Linked DNA regions of Sus scrofa: region 2 is linked to region 1. Evidence: chromatin contacts called from public HiChIP or PLAC-seq data. All regions are on one chromosome and are shown on one strand. The core of a region is the stretch at or near the end of the contact, and the rest is flanking DNA. Distances in the headings are between cores, read along the strand shown.

Region 1 (4,992 bases), core at 1,352-3,851:
GTGAATTAACTGCTGTAAGAAAATAGTACGATACTATCATCTTGCAGCTTAACAAAAAGAGGAGTTGTGTGAAGTTATCCACTTGGGAGCTAAGCTTTCACAGCAAGTTTAGTTTTTAATCGATGTTTGTTTCACACACATATTTCGCAATACGCCCCAAGTTGTATTTGAGGTGCTTAGATGTTGGTGCATTGCCTTCATTTTAATTGTGGCAGTGATAGAACTACATGACAGTGGGATTTACTAGGGAGAGTAGAAATTGAAATATATTTGCCATATTTACTTTGGCTTAAAATTAGAATGGATAATTTCTATGTGCCTGGTAGAAAAATTCAGACTAGTTTAACTTGTGAAAGATTTGTATGTTTTGTCGTAAAAATGTAAAATTAAAAAAAAAACCCAACTGGATAAAGATTTCACAAAAACTGAAGTATTTCATGCCAATCATTGACTGACCATAAATGATTTTCTTCAGTGCTAATGTAAGAAATATGGGTCATGCTTGACAATTTGCTAAAATTTTCTTGAGCAAGTATTCCTGTGGAAAGAAAAAGAATGAATATGTCCTTCTTACCCATAAGAGGGTCGTTTTAGATGATAGTATTTATAATTAAGAAAACTCCAGTTCCCTTTGATGGCTGGGCAGTCACGAAACTATGTAAATAACCTCTTGCACTAGAGCCTCCCACTCGTAGACAGTGGGTTTACTACTTAGCACGGTTTTAACGTCTGCTGACACATTTCTACTTTGTAAAATGGTAAAATTGTCTTGCTGTTATTTTTTTTTAATTACATCTCTTAATTAAATTATCTTAGAATGCTTTCATTGCCAAATCTTGAGTATTGGAGTATTTTATTGGATGACTATGTTTCATTCATCCATTTTTTGTTTTAGTATATGCAGAAATCAGAGTATTTTTTATGTGTCTTTTCATGCTTCACATGGTTTACATCTTACACCCGAATCATAGAATTGGGAACATGAACTATTTGCACTGATTATGAAAAAACATGTACTGTCTGTGTCTGAAATGATTGACCTACGGAGCAGTTTTGAAAATACGTGTTAGCCTTTCCACTCTGGGAAACGATACCGTAAAACGGATTCCTCCAGCATTTTTTTTTTTTTTTTTTTTTAATTTTGGCTGCACTCAGGGCCTGTGGACGTTGGCCCAGGCCAAGGATTGAACCTGAGGCGGGTGGCGACCTGTGCCACAGCTATGGCAATGCCAGATCCTTAACCTACTGCCCCGCAAGGAGCTTCCATCCGACACTCAGCCTAATCCGAGGTGTCTCTTTGGTTTGTATTGAATCACTCAACCTTTTTAGCAAACGGGGGACGTCTGCTTTTCAGAGTTTGCTCTGCACCAGTTCTGTCCCTTCGACTCTAACTGCTTTGAGTTCTGGGGTTGGATCAGAGCATCTGAACAGTACAAATGTTGTAACTCTTACAGCTCCGTACCCATGGTGGACAGACAGCCTTGACACACTGGCTACGTGAACATTTCTCATTTCTTAAAACTTACAATTTCTGACCACATCCCAACACAGGAAATAAAACTGGGTGTTTAGGATCAAAAGACAAATGAACTGCTTAACCTCTCAGCCTTTCAGAAAAAATATAAAACAAAGCAGCTAAAGTATATGAGAAAAATAGGACTCGGGGCAGAGGATGGCCCTTTGCTCTCTCAATTTCTATTTGTATATCATTTTAATCGCTATTTAACAGGCTCACTTATTTCAGGCTCACATACTCGATTCCACGAAAACGACTCACAGGGAACACACTAGGTGCTTATTATATGCTTGCCAAATGAGGACATGCTCCCATTTAACTGAAAAATAGGATTTCATTACCTTTGTGAGCAAACAAGAACGCCACGTGCACAATATAAATGTCATTTCAGCTCATCTAACATACTCAGGAAAGCAAATAGAATTGGCCAACATTTATAGTGGTAATTTAAGTAAGGAAGAGGAAAAGATTTATGAAAGATGTACCCAGACTCTTGCTAAGAGTTACTTTACTGATCCAATTCAAGTAAGAATAACAGGCAAAATTTGGTGTTTTTCTAAGTTTCAAGTAAATCTCAGCGTTCTCTCAGTCCAAGGAGGTCTTGCACTGTGCCTCATAACAGATACCTTGAGATATGTTTCTCAAGTTGCCTGTAGACTAAAGGATACCCCTGAGCCTTTATTCGCTGTGCCCTGCAGGGAGGAACCCATTTGGAGCTGCTCTAGGAGATCTGATTTGCTACTTCTCAAACTTCACAAAGCAGCGGGGAGTGGAGCCTGGTGTCGGATACTTAGCATTAGTGGGATACGTCTGAGTGTGATATTAAGAAACAACACGTTACCATGTAAATCAAACAGCTTTCAAGTGCTTTATGGTGATTGATCTCAGTTTGGGGCTTTATGGAAGACGTTTTAAAGATTCCTTCCCATTCTTGGGCCTCACCATGCGTGGAGGTGGTATTTTCTCATTTTCATTGATCTCGGTGGTGGTTTTTTTCCTTTGAGCTGCTAAGTTTTGAGGTTTTGAGAGGTGTGAAGTATCAGACATTCATGGTGTCTTTAGACGTGCTTGCGATCTCTTCAGCAACACACCGTAAGCTCGGTAACATGATCCTAGTTCTACTAGGGAAGAACTGTAGTCACACAGAGAGGTTGCTCGATTGTAAAGTTGCCTGTTTTGCGGTTTTAGTTGAGGCCAGATAATTTCAGATGAAATCTTATGGCCTAAAGATAGATCCGTCACTCCTTGGGGGTCCTGTTTATCACCAAAGCATCCTGTAGTTCATTCTGTTTTCATGGGGATGTGAGTCTAGAGAGCAGCCTGCCGTCTGGAGGTCGTCTGACTCTAGAATTAAAAATGCCGTCCGAAGCAGGAGTATTTTTTCTTTCATTTTCTCTTTCGTTTCCTTTGCCCTTCCTCTTTCTTTGCCTTCCTTCCTCCTTTTATTTCTTTTTTCAGCCACGCCCATGGCATGCAAGAAGTTCTGGGGCCAGGGATCAAACCCTCAACACAGCAGTGACTCGAGCCACAGCGGTGACAATGCCAGATCCTTAACCTGCTGAGCCGCCAGGGTTCAAACCCTCAACACAGCAGTGACTCGAGCCACAGCGGTGACAATGCCAGATCCTTAACCTGCTGAGCCACCAGGGAACTCCCTTTCCTTCCTATCTTCTTCCCTTCTTCCTTCTCCTTCATTTTTTTTTTTTTTTTTTTTTTTTTTTTTGGCACAAAACTTTAGGGAACTACTCTTTTACTAGAGGCTTGAGACTTCATGTTGGAGATTGACCAGGTGCTGGGGATATATTTTTCTTGAGGGCTAAATAAGCTCATTAGTCAAATTGGCCATAGCCTACACATTATTCAAATGATCCATGAGTAATTGAGGCTATGTGACAAGTTGTTTTGTATTCCCACAACACTGTTCCACATGAATCCTGCACTCTTGTCTCTCAAATTCATGTCTCATTAAGGATTTCTCTTCCCTGGACCCTCATCCCTGCCCCGTAAACTTCAAATATGATACAGATGAGACCTCTTTTCATTATAACCCCAAAGAAGTAAAGATAATCCAAATACTATAACACACACCCCTAATGTGGAGTTTTTGAATAGACAGCATTATTCTGCATTTCAAGCAATATTTCCTGAACCCATGCTGAATACTCTTCAGTAGCAATTGCTTGCTCTTATAAATTGATCAGCATTAATTAAATAAAGAATAAATCAATGGTCCTCAACCCTAGGAGTACATTAAAATCATCTGGGGAGCGTTTTAAAATGCTAATGCCCACACCCCATTAAAATATGAATTAAATCAACCTCTGGGCCCAGGGCCCTGGGTCTATAAATTTTTTTTATATAACTGAAGTGATTTTAATTTGCAGGAAGGGTTGGAACCATGGTAATAGACTTACAGCTTTGCGAATATTTGTTATATTTATTGTGTTTCCTTCAAGACTTGCTGCAGAGTCTAAGTGAATGTCTTGGCTGCCTGGTTCTTGCGTTAGATAACGGCTTATCAGAAGACTGTCTTCTAGAACTTTTTTGAAAGATTATAGATTAACATATTTTTTTTAAGGCCGCACTCTCAACTTGTGGAAGTTCCTGGAACTAGGGGTCGTGTCGGAGCTGTGGCTGTCGGCCTACACCACAGCCACAGCAACACCGGAACCGAGCCGTGTCTTTGACCGACACCGAAGCTCACAGCAGCGCCATATCCTAAACCCTGAGTGAGGCCAGGGATCGAACCCACATCCTCATGGATACTAGTCAGGTTTTTAACCCACTGAGCCACTACGGGAACTCCCTAGATTGACATTTCTGATATAGAAAACTCTACTTTTATTTTGTATATTCTTAGTTATGCAAATGAACACAAGTCTTCAGACTTAGGGTTAAAAGAAACAATTGCCGTTTAATAGAATTGGAAGTCGTCTGCGATAGGAACTCAAATATAAACGGATATACTACTCTGTCTCTTTTAAGGGCATTGCTGCCATGGATACAGCTCACTTACTGTGGGAGGAAGTGGGGAAGTTTTGTGGTGTGATAAATTTGGTGGATGAATTTGGAAGAGAAATCTTTGAAAACTACTTTAATAATGACGATCTAATGATGGTGCTGTTGAAATATATATTCAGGAAGATCAGTGTATATGCTGAAAAAGGATGTTATCATTTATCCCAGACTCTAAGAGAGAAACTTTTTTTTACACCTGCATTTCTCTTCCCACATAGACCTGCTACCAAAGGTACATTAAACAGGAAACATGAGAAAAAGGAGACTGATGTTTCCCCAGCCCAGAAATTCCCATCATGCCCTCCTCTGGGTGTAAATCACAGCTTTGACAAGCTACCTTGTGTCTAACAATAAGGATGCTTTCCAAGTTCAGGGTCTTCGGATTTGCTGTGGCACGTACACGCTAACGTCTTCCTACTGTTTGACTCTTATCGATCTACAGAGTTTTGTGAATCTGG
Region 2 (4,992 bases), core at 1,420-3,919, 180 kb after region 1:
TTCTGCTGTACAGCAAAGCGACTCAACTATACATATATATACATTCTTTTTCTCATATTTTCTTCCATCATGGTCTATCCCAAGAGATTGGACATAGTTCCCTGTGCTGTACAGTAGAACCTCATTGCTTATCTATTCAAAATGCCATAGTTTGCATCTACCAACCCAAACTCCCCATCCGTCCCACTCCCTCCCCTCTCCCCCTTGGCAAACACAAGTCTGTTCTCCATGTCCCTGAGTCTGTTTCTGTCTTGTAGATATAGGATCATCTGTGCCGTATTTTAGATTCCACATCTAAGTGATATCATATGGTATTTGCCCTTCTCTTTGTGACTTACTTCACTTAGTATGAGACTCTCTAGTTGCATCCATGTAGGCATTTAAATGTGCCACATGTATACTGTGAGTTTAACCCCTGTGGAAGTAACACTTTAATTATTTTCCTGAACAAAGAAAAATAATATCTAGATTTCATATTATGAAAATGAAAAATGACTACCTCACACCAGTCTATAGATGCATCAGGGTTGTTGCAGAGTTTCCTGTAAAAGCATTTCACGTCTTGACTCTTCACTTCCGGACCAAAGAGTTCCTGTACTGTCGCATAAAACTTGTCACAGTCAATGACATCTGCATTGTAATAAAGCACGAGAACATTATCATAAAGCTCCAATGACAATATTGCATTTTTTGGCTAATCTGTTTCATTATTTCAACCTATAAAAACCAGATTCTTGTATATTTTAAAGATCTTTTTATTGGAAACTCTCAGTTAAAATATTACTTAATCAGAAGAAAATATTTTATTTTATTTTATTTATTTATTTATTTTTTTGTCTTTTTGTCTTTTGTCTTTTGTTGTTGTTGTTGTTGCTATTTCTAGGGCCGCTCCCGTGGCATATGGAGGTTCCCAGGCTAGGGGTCGAATTGGAGCTGTAGCCACCGGCCTACACCAGAGCCACAGCAACGCGGGATCCGAGCCGCGTCTGCAACCTACACCACAGCTCACGGCAACGCCGGATCGTTAACCCACTGAGCAAGGCCAGGGACCGAACCCGCAACCTCATGGTTCCTAGTCGGATTCGTTAACCACTGCGCCACAACGGGAACTCCGAAAATATTTTATTTTGATGAGATCTCCTGCATAGCTTTATTTTCAATTATCTTAGGAATTTGGTTCAGGAATACAAAGATAAGAAAGTGAATTACTTCTTTCTTAATGGGGAAAATGTTTTACTAATCAGGCGTGTTTGCTAGAATTCATCTTGAGTGGAAGATGGAAGTAAGCAAAGAGCAAAGACTGATTCTTAATTGACGCCATAAATGCACACATACACAAACCACATCGTTGATTGAATACTGACTTTGATAAATTTTATTATTCACTGGGGTATAGCTATTGAGTCTAAGAACAGGAAGGGTTTAGATATGCATCAAGCAACTGTTATGTGTCAGACCTGAGGTAGACAGTGGACTTAGAATGGAAAATTAGATAGATAAGACCCCCTTTTCAGGTAGTTTACATTCTAGAGAAAGAAACAAAAAATCATTGAGTGAACAAAACATTTACAGGTTGTGACAGGTAAGACTAATTACTAGAGACAGACATTATCTTAGTGGTTATCTGTAGAAAAAGGCATGAGAGAACATTCTGGAATGTTAGAACTAGTCTCTGTCCTGATCTGGTTGTGACTATAGGTATGTTCACATATGTCCAAATTTACCCAGTTATGCACTTAAGACTAGTGCACTTTGCTGAAGCTAGGTCATACCTTGTATAACAATGTGATTTTTTTTTCTGGTGTTTTTAGGGCCACACCTGTGGCATATGGAGGTTCCCAGGCTAGGGGTTGAATAGGAGCTGCAGCCGCCTGACCCACACCACAGCTCATGGCAACTAGGATCCTTAACCCACTGAGCGAGGCCAGGGATTGAACCTGCAACCTCATGGATTCGTTTCTGCTGCGCCATGATGGGAACTTCTAATCCAACCTAAGTTGACATCTGAGACAACTAACATTCAGAGAAATGAAAAGAGCTTCCCCAGCTCCACGTAGCTATTCAGGGAGAGTCAGAATGAGGACTCTGCCTTCCCCCCTTGCCCCCATTCGATGTATCTGCTGTTAAGCTGTGTTGCTTCTCTGTGATCGATTAAATCTTTTCCCAGTTGTAATCCGTAGAGCCCGCTGGACTGCCTTGTGATCACTGATCTTACCTTCTTTTTGGATAAACAAGCCGGCTCTTTCATCTCTTTTCTGGGCTGCTACCCATTCAACCAATTTTTCAAATCCTCTCAAGGCTATCCTGAAACTGCTCATCTGTAGTTCGAGGTTGTAGCGTTTTTCTTCCCTGCTGTCCATAGGGACATAGGGAAACTTGTATTTCTGTCCAGAAATAACAGTGCAAATTTGCCAACGTGGAAGCCCCCCAGTTGTCACAGCGCCTCCTTGCTGGTGCAGTTGCTGCCCTGGGTCTCATTCTTCGACTGAAATCCCATCCCGTGGGTAGCAGTAAGAGTCACTGCCGCTGGGATGTTGGCCAGGAGAAGCACTGAGTCAGGTCTCATGCATGTCACGTGGGCAAACACTGCAGGAAAATCCTGAGCTCATAATGTCACAGTGTCAGTCACAAGGCCCTCATTGCATCATAATCTCTCTGTCACTTCCTCCTTCCTGCATAAGGGGACACCGGGGTGTCTTCCCACAGGTTGTGTGTGGGTGCATGTATACACCGGCTGAGAGGGAGGAGACGGGGTAAAGACTTAGCAAGGAAACTGAGCGTCGCATATTCTTCCTGCGGTGGCTCCTCTTGCCTCAGGCCGCCACAGAGAGCAAAATTCCCACCCCTGCACCTGCACTGGGTGCGGTAACAAGAGCTTCTGAAGTGTGAGAGCAAAACGGGTGTCAAGGATAATGCCGGGGATTCTGGCCCAGAAAAACTGGAAGGATGGGGTTATTGCTCTGGGGGAGGGAGGAAGTGGGAAAAGCAGATTTCCAGGGGAGAATTAAGAGTCCAGTTTTGGACTTTCCTGATCAAGACGCCGGAGGAGTAAGACATACGACGTGGTGCTCACCTTCTCCCACAAACACACAAAAAATCCCACCTCCGCGTAGGATGATTCACACAGAACATCTGCTGACCACGGACAGAAGACTTCAGACCTGCACAAAGGGCAAGAAACCCTCCACCCAACTGGGGAGAACCAGAGGGAGAGAGAGAGAGAGAGGACACAAAAATGAATCAGAACAGGACCGGCGCTCTGGACAGGGAGCCGTGAAAGAGGAATGGACCTCACACCGTGGGAAGCCACCTACCCGACAGGGAGATCAGCTGGGATGGAGGGGGAGCCTCAAAGCCTCAGAGAAAAGCTCAGCAGCCGACAGAGGAGGGCAAAGCCCAGAGGCAGCCGCACAGACCATCAGCACCAGCACCCAGGACACCACGGCCTGGGATGTTCGGGCGACAGCTGGGCACTGAGACCTGAGCTTGGGAGCTCGGTTCCAGGGAGAGGACTAGGGGTGGCTGTGTGCCATGGCCTGAGGGGCTAGAGAGCGGGGTGCCACGGGCTTGGGAGCAGACGCCACAGCAGAGGGAGCTCAGCAGGAGGCCTGGGCCTGCAGGAGAAGCAAGGCGCCAACGATGGGGAGCGAGAGGAGAAGGGGCGGGAGCACCGCAGGAACATCTTTCTCTCCTGCCTCGTTTTTGCGAGCGATGGTTTTTAAGGCTAAGAATTATAGTACGTGTAACTGAAGCTACTAAAGTAATAAAGGGAAACATTTCCATATGCAAGGAAAATGGGAAGCTTGTTTTCAGTAAAATAAGGGACGAAGAATGGAAATGCATTTTCTTAGAAGGAAAAAAAAGGTGTTTCTTGCCCGACAGCTGGTTGTTCTGAATGGAAAAGAAAATGAGGAACAGAGAAACACGGGTATGGAAAAATCTGTGGCTGGTTTGCGGAGGAGGAAGCTTGCGTTTTGCAGAGTCAGGATTGGCTGAGATAAGATTGAATTTAATTAAGAAAATGAATTTTAAAGATAAAAGGGTACAAAACCTGAATTTAATTGCTTCTCTAAGAGGATAAAGCTTTCCTAAAATATTGAACTGCTTTTGGGAGTAGATTGGATGTGTTTCTTTAACATTTAAGTGACGCGTTACAACCTTTGAGACTTTTTATTGTCCCTTTGGTTAAATGATCAGGTATTTTTCCCACAGTGACCTATGATCCTATTTGACCAGGTGTTTTGAGACTTTGGTATTTTTGACAAATTTCCCAAACATCAAATTCTAAATGAAGTTCATTGGACCTCTAGCTAACTTTGAGGTTTTCCAAAGGGCCCCTGGATCACCTCAAAATGTTTGTTTTCTTTTCCTTTCAGAGAGTAAGTTTAAACTAACTTGGATTTCTAGCCAAGACAAGAATGACCACACCCTTATCAGCAAGGCAGGCTTCTCCTTGAAATGCCCCCTCTGCCACCTGGAGCCACCTGGCCTCCTCCTTCCTGCCCCACTAGGAAAGTATGTGGCCCACTCCTCACCCCGCCCCTACAGGGACCTTATAAGCCCCCCGCCAACCGGCAAGGGTATCGCAAGACCCCTCTTTCCCCAACCAATCAGCAGATCAGCAGGTGTATCCTGAGACCCCTCCCCTCCCTGGGCTATAAAAACAGACACAACCCCGCACCATGGGGTCATTTCTCTCTGATTATCAGGAAGCTGACCAACTGTGTTAACAGAATGTCTTGTCTTGTCTTCACCTTGACAAAAATAACTTAGGCTTATTTGGTATGTTAAACTATACGGGAGCGTCAAGTACCTGGTGGTAAAACTTCTTAGATGGTATCATATAAGTAAGTGTTATTAACATAGATATTCCAGAAATTATATGGAAGTCCTGAAATTCTGACATGTTCTGACAAATGATATGTTGTAATTGTAGTTATTATCTTAAATTGCTGTGTATCATAGCAGTAACCAACTGTCCTTGTCAATTGC

Evidence for each region. HiChIP or PLAC-seq counts read pairs in DNA pulled down with a chosen protein or histone mark.
Region 2: a contact with region 1 is called in an H3K27ac HiChIP or PLAC-seq map of alveolar macrophages. The contact joins two enhancer-like sites. A contact is called at or near these places in 1 of 5 promoter capture datasets (fetal skeletal muscle) and 1 of 2 datasets of contacts at active chromatin or transcription factors (alveolar macrophages).

Annotation. Positions count from the first base shown.
Region 1 is chr10:11,639,735-11,644,726 of Sscrofa11.1, forward strand. The region is part of intron 1 of DISP1 (protein dispatched homolog 1); the gene reads left to right. Among named protein-coding and RNA genes, the nearest start is that of DISP1, 120 kb to the left of the region's middle. Within about 2 kb of position 2,602, at least 19 of the 83 cell types and tissues checked have an H3K27ac peak or open chromatin away from gene starts, as enhancers often do. A contact at or near this core is called in alveolar macrophages, where this site is marked.
Region 2 is chr10:11,823,187-11,828,178 of Sscrofa11.1, forward strand. WDR64 (WD repeat-containing protein 64) reads right to left here. Exons shown (of 28, transcript XM_021064368.1): 2 at 500-630. Among named protein-coding and RNA genes, the nearest start is that of WDR64, 9.6 kb to the right of the region's middle. Within about 2 kb of position 2,670, at least 4 of the 83 cell types and tissues checked have an H3K27ac peak or open chromatin away from gene starts, as enhancers often do. A contact at or near this core is called in alveolar macrophages, where this site is marked.